2 separate regions of the Rattus norvegicus genome follow, and region 2 is linked to region 1. The links are chromatin contacts, called in public Hi-C maps. All regions are on one chromosome and are shown on one strand. Each heading gives the region's core, a stretch centred on a gene start, on an enhancer-like site or on the middle of the called end of the contact. The rest is flanking DNA. Distances are from core to core; before and after follow the strand shown.

The links. Hi-C and Micro-C count contacts between places; a contact is called where the count stands out from the background.
Region 2: a Hi-C map of prefrontal cortex shows a contact between it and region 1, with 2.2 times the contacts expected there. The contact joins the promoter of Paxip1 here to the promoter of Insig1 in region 1. A contact is called at or near these places in 2 of 12 Hi-C or Micro-C datasets (frontal cortex and prefrontal cortex) and 1 of 1 datasets of contacts at active chromatin or transcription factors (oligodendrocytes).

Annotation. Positions count from the first base shown.
Region 1 is chr4:8,056,251-8,059,472 of GRCr8, forward strand. Insig1 (insulin induced gene 1) reads right to left here and starts at 1,519. Exons shown (of 5, transcript NM_022392.2): 1 at 1,114-1,519. The coding sequence starts at 1,471. LOC102546740 (a long non-coding RNA gene) reads left to right here and starts at 1,440. Exons shown (of 4, transcript XR_010066047.1): 1 at 1,440-1,574.
Region 2 is chr4:8,257,371-8,260,592 of GRCr8, forward strand. Paxip1 (PAX interacting protein 1) reads left to right here and starts at 1,596. Exons shown (of 21, transcript NM_001107844.2): 1 at 1,596-1,790. The coding sequence starts at 1,710.

The sequences.
Region 1 (3,222 bases), core at 269-2,768:
CAGCCTCACGTTTCACATACTCCTGGAATTCCTTCAAACTTTCATCACAAACGTGATGCTTCATGTTGAAGATAAACTTTCAAATTCAAAGAACCAAATCTTATGTCCTATGAAAAGCAGAATTCAAATCTCCACCTATTCCCCAAAGAACCATTAAATGCTGGGGATAATAGTTTGGTGGCAGATGACTTGCCTAACATGTAGGGGCTACCCCCATTCCAAAACAGCAGCCTTGGGAATCAACAGCAAGTGTCCTGCTCCTTACACTTAACCCATGACTCAGCTACAGCACAGCACCAAGCCCAGCGTATAAAGCATCGGCAGACAGTCAATAAAAGCTGGCTTCAAAGCAGAGCGGCAGCGCTCCTGCTGTCCTGTGGCTACAGGTACAGGTGTGTCTCACCAGACTGGAGGAAGGTCCACCAGAGAGCATATACTGCCCACCTCCACAGGACAAAAACAAGCGGGGCTGAGGGGGGTGACAAATGTTTGTCACTGCTGTACACTGTAAGGTATGCAGGGATCTGTTGGGCTGTAATTACTCAACATTTTTGGCAAAACCAGCAAAATAATTAAGGAAAGAAAAAAGATGTCTGAGGCACTGTCACAAGTTTCATTAGGCCTGAGAAGTGACACCATAGGTGTCTTTAGGCCCAAAGGCTCCTCTCTTCCTCCTGTCCCAAGTCTACTGGGCCACAGAGTTCCAAAGGGTTTTTGGCTGCCAGCCACAAAGCACTATCTGCAGAAGGCAGGCCGGAGAAGTCTGTCCCCTGGCAACTGCCTCTTGAGCGCACGTGATGGTTTGTTTTCAGTTATCCAGCGAGGTAGCACGTTTGCTCAGGCAGCCAATGGCCGCGTGGTGCTGCCCTCACCAGTTCTCCAGACGGCCAATCCTGGCTTCTGGCTCAGCAAGACATCTGCGACTCCTCCACTTAAACTGCCAATTATCTCCTGACCTCATCTCCATCACTAGTCCCTCCAACTTCCGCCTGTCGCTCGCCAGCGTCTGGGGTTCCCTACCTTCTCCGTCCTCCCTTTTTTGTACCGAGGGTGACTTAACAGCTGACGTGTCCCTTCACTGCCCCCTCTCCAAGAACAAGGAAGGACACTCACCGGCTGCCGTGCCACAGCACGGGGGCACCCACCAGGCGGAGGAGAAGATGGTGGCTATCACCTCGTCCGGGAAGAGCGTGACATTCCGCTGGATCTGCAGCAGGTTGAGCACCAGAGCCAGGACCACGCCAAATGAGAAGAGCACGAGGCTCCGCTGCACCAGGTCGTGGTGCCAGCTGCCGGGTCGTGCGCTGAAGCCTGCGGTTCCCTCTCGCTGGCCCCGGGGCGCGGGCTCGGGCTCGGGGGCTCCGGGGCCCTGCGGACAGAGGGCCGCCGCAATCATGCCTCGCGGGAGGCTGTACGGCCTCGCAGCGCCCGCGCTTGGGTAGCTCCAGACGTGATCGTGCAGCCTGGGCATCGGCGGCTAGGCACACCGTGAGAGGTGCACGCCACCAAAGCACGCGTAGCGCGCCCGGACGGCCCAGGAGCGGCCGCGGCCCCGCGCGGGTTCCGCTTATAAGGTGGGTTGTCGCCGGTGCCACGTGATCTCACCCAGCCTATCCGCCTCCCGCGCGCCCTGCTGAGGGCGTATCTTCCAACGGCCCCGCCTTGTCCGCGCGCCAGTCCGCTCGTGGTCTGGTGAGGCCGCGGGAGCCAATGGGAGGAGGGCGGCCCATATGACGTATGCACACGCCACCGGGGGGTGGGGCTGTGCCCGGCACGCGCTGAAGCGCGCGCTATACGGGGAGGCACCGGGGCGGGCACCAGGACGGGTGGCTCGCGAGTCAGATGGTACGACGCTGCCCTACCCAGCCCTGCCCTGCAATGCGCTGCCGGACCTCGGTTTCTGAGATAAAGCGGTCCGCGCAGATCCTTTCCTTCATGGTCCTGGCGCACACTGAGAGCGTAAACCCTCCTGAGTGCTCAAAAGACGTGGGATCCCTTGGACTGGTGGCTAGTGGCAGGTGGTCTGCAAGTTCACAGTTCAGTCCAGGGCTCCCCCTAGCCAAGACCTTATGGGCTAAAGCCACAGGCCTGAAAAGGCACCGTGTGTGTGACCTTAGGTAAGGAGTGTGGCTCTGTGCCAAAAGTGTAAAATAAAGTCACCCTCCTAAGCAGGCTGTACTCAGAGTTCATGGGGGCTGTCACTTTCCCAGCGTGACACGGTTGTGGGGACCCGGCTGTCTTTCCCTCACAATCTGTCCACTCCTCTCTTAGCCATGTTGGTGGTTCTATGCATTGTTTGGAAGGGCTTGCAGTTTTGGCTTCAAGGAAATGTTGTGATTTGGGTCTTGGCCATTTTCCACACTCTGGCCAGTTCAGGCATGTGAAGTTGCATGGACACACACACACACACACACACACACACACACACACACACACGGGTGGTGGGCATCAGTACTGTATGCTGTATTCCAGCGACACAGGAGCCTTTTTGACACTAAGAAGCAGGAGGGGCTGCCCAGTTCCAGCTGACAGGAAGTTGTTAGAGGCCCGTGAGTCGGGTGTGGGGTGTAGCAGGTGCTGTCGCTACCACCCCTCATCAGCTGCAAGTACTCTAGCCAGATGTTGAGAAAGCGACACCTGTGTAAATACACGCAACTTTGCCCCTAAGGAACAGACACATCACTCACAGGAAACTTGGCCCTAAGGAACAGACATGCCAGTCACTTGTAGGAAGCTGGCATGATGGGACAGGCTGTAGCTCCGACCCTACACCCACGCCCCAACGCCATGCATCTTGTTTGTGAGTACTGAGATGTAATCCGGTCCATTTTTCAAAAGCCGTTTTGCTTGTCTTTACAGACCCTCCCACGTTTTTTCCCCCTGTTATAGTTCTTGCTGGCAGGCTTAGAGGTTCTAATAATACTTTATGTATTCTGTGTTTGCTTGCCTCTGACAATTGCTCTGTTACCAACTTGGTCGTTTCTTCTGTTTACCCAAGCCAGTATTAATGCAGTCTAACCTCTGCTGCTGCTTGGCCATCTCATCTGCACTGGAACAAAGCAAGCTGTGGTCCTAAGCCATGGTGGCTGTTGTGGTACACAGACCAACGTGCTCTGCTGACCATAAAGGATATACCCTGTGGTCCGTTTCTCTGGGGTCCTATGGGGCCTGCTGTGGGCTCATGAGCAGTTTACCCTCACATCCAGTGAATGAAGTTACATA
Region 2 (3,222 bases), core at 346-2,845, 200 kb after region 1:
TGAATTCATGGACATACATCATTCATATATAGAGCACACGTGTGTACACACACTACTGACTTCCAAAGAGTCATTGGAAAATACTGTCTCAATACTCTGCTTTCTCATGGTAGAAGGGATTGAATGTTTCCAGTACTACCTTTATTTTGTTTCTAGTTTCATGTTCACTTTTTGCCTGTATGTCTGTGCACCCAGTGCTTGTAGTATTCTCAGAGACCAGAGGGATATTGGAGCTCCTGGAACTGAAGTTACATGTGGCTGTGAGTCCGCTGTTCAAATCTGGGTCCTCTGCTAGAGCAACAAGTGATCCTAACTGCCAAGCCATTTTTTTTTTTTAAACTGAACTCAAATTTATCAAACTTTTTGAGAGAGAAAAATCACTATTTACTCAAATAGTATGAGCTTAAGCAAAGTGCTTATTTTCTGATGGCTGTAAAACAAAGTGGCTCTGCTCTGGGTTCGTTTGAGATTATAAGAACATCAACACTTAATCTGCATGAAGGTCACAGAAAACACAAAGCCTGATTAAAGAGCAGTGTCAAGAGTGCAGGACTTGTCATTCTGCGAGGGCACCACGGCAGTTTCAGCTGTCATTGTCATTCCTGTAACTTTATACATCCATACTTATTACAGTTATCTGTGAAGACAATTTCTTATGAATTTTGCTGTTTACCTTTAAGAACTATGTTGACGGAGGCTTGGAGCGCTCAGGAGTTCAGAACACTTAGTTCTCTTGCAGCATCTCCAAAAGTTTGGTGCCCAACACCCACGTGCTGTGTCACTTCAGTTCCAGAGGATCCTGAAGCCATCTTCTGACCGCTGTGGGCACCAGATACTCACCGGGTACAGATACATACATGTAGGGGGAAATCCAATACACGTAAAGATTCTACATTTATTTAGAGTGTGTGTGTAAGTGTGTACGTGTGTGAGTGGAAAGGTCAGAAAACAACTTGCTGGAGCCGGTTTATGCTTGTCACCACGTGTGTTCTAGGGATCGAACTCAGATTGGTGGTAGGTGTCTGCCTGCTAAGCCAAGTCGCCGGCTCCTACTTTGCTCTTAAGCTGCATCACCGAAGATCAGTTCCCCGCCGACTGCCGCAGTAGGTGTGAAAGGGGCGGATGAAGGAAACTGACCATTAGCCAGGGTCTGCCTGACTCTAGGCTGGACCGTGGACAGCACAACAGCCGTAGCAGCGACAGCTGAATTCAGAACGCTCGATTGTGCGGGTTGCCTTCCGCACCGAGGCTCCGCCCCTTCGAGCATGCGCTGCCAGGTGGCCGCGCGGGGTGACGGGAGTCCCGCCCAGGCCCCGCCCTCTGGCTGGTCCACCGCGGCTGTGCGGGGGATTTAGTGTCTCTGTGACTTCTCTTCTCGGTCGCGGAAACTCGGCGGGGGCAAGGCTGCCAGATGCTGTGTGAACTGTTTTAGAAAATCAGCTCTGATGCTAGACGCGATGGTGGAAGGAGCGCTGTGCGGCGCTCAAGGTGGAATAGTCCCACATGCTCCCCTGCCGGTCCGGTCCGGTGGTACGTGCCTCAGGGCGCGCGCGGCTCCCGCGCTCCGGGCCTCGGACGGGCGGGGGCGCGGGTCGGAGTGCGGCTGCGGCTGCGGGCCGGGCTGTGCGGCCGGGCAGTTGGCATAGCTGCGACGCTGGGCGCGGCGGGCCGGGTGACGCGGGGCCGGGCGCCGCCGCGCCGCCGCGATCATGTCGGAGCCGGCGCCCGAAGTTCCGGAGGAGCTGTTCCGCGAGGTCAAGTACTACGCGGTGGGAGACATCGACCCGCAGGTACCGCCCGCGCGGGGCCCCTCCGCCGGGCCGTCCCCCTCCCCGCTTCGTCGCGCGCGCGCCCTGCAGGACCCCAGGCCGGAGCCGCGGGGCACGCCGGGCCGCGCAGGGCCGCGCAGGGCCGCGGGAAGGGTCTCGCGAGCACCGACCCAGCGCGTTCGCCGGCCGAGCATCTTGCGGGGCCCTGCTGAGCGTGTCCCTTGCCTAGGGGCCTGCCCTCCCGGTCCCTGATTTTTCCCTAAGGGTGGACTGTACGGTAGGTATGGAAGGTACCCTGCTTACACGGTCACAGTAATAAGTGCGTGTGACCGTGAATCTGGATCCATCCACAGGACAGTGGATATCTTCAGGACTGTGGTATCTTCAGGACAGTATCCCAAACATTTCTTTTCCTAAACTATGCTTGCAGTTGTGTCGCCTTCGGTGTCTCATAATGTAAGCTAAACGGGTCCTAAGGAAGGAATTGTCCAAGAGTCACTGAGCATGGCCTTCCAGAGACTCATACTTGTATCCTAGTAACCGAGGTCCGTTGGGTCTTCCGTCGCGTGCTTATAGCAGACTTTTTCTAGTACTGATCACCCCATTACCACCACCACCTTTCTTCTTCTTACCCTTTCTTGTACTTCATTTTAGGATTTGGGCTCTTAGAAGGGTCCTGGACTAAGTGTCACTTGAAACCAAGTACACACTGAACTGAGCTGTTTGCCCAATTATATGTGAAATCTGAGTGCTTTAAAAAGAATCCCCCTTGTAAAGCTTTCTATTCTGAAATAGTGTGTATTTCAGAAAGGTTTAGAGCCAGGGCACCTATTCTTTGAGTTTTGTAATACAAATTGAGGAAGCTCACAGGTGGTGAGCACCCCAGTACAGACTGGGCATCGGGCCTGGTAAACGGAGTGCTGCAGAGGAGTGCACTTGAATGCTGAGTCCTACAAATAGAACAGGTGGAGGTGCTGGAGGTGTTGAGTCTTAAATAAGCGGATATTGAATACAAGAAGTTGTTTGTGTGGACTGTGTGTTCTAGGCGTTAAAGGCATATGTATACTTGGCATGTGTCCTGATGGTCACTGCGCATAGTTACAAGGTGGTTCCTGTGAGGTGGAATTAGTAATGTCCAGTTTGGGAAGGTTTGGGTGTCCTTGCTGTGTGAGACCTGAGTTTTCACAGTTTGATGGCCACTCCAGGGAGCTGGAGCGTGAATGTGGATAGAAGGTGTTGAGCACAGTGAGACTTGTTTCTGGAAATTTGTCATGAAAAGAAAGCACTGGGACCCAAGAAGGGGAGGCTGGGGAGAGCTTGCTGTGTACGTGTTTCTGAGTAATGTGAGGCTGAAGCAAGTGGATGACGTCTGTGGATGAAGGTAAAGATACTTGGTGCAGGGAAGCTGGCTTGTGGCTGGCTGTTGGTTTTCCATGCATCAAGAACAGACTTC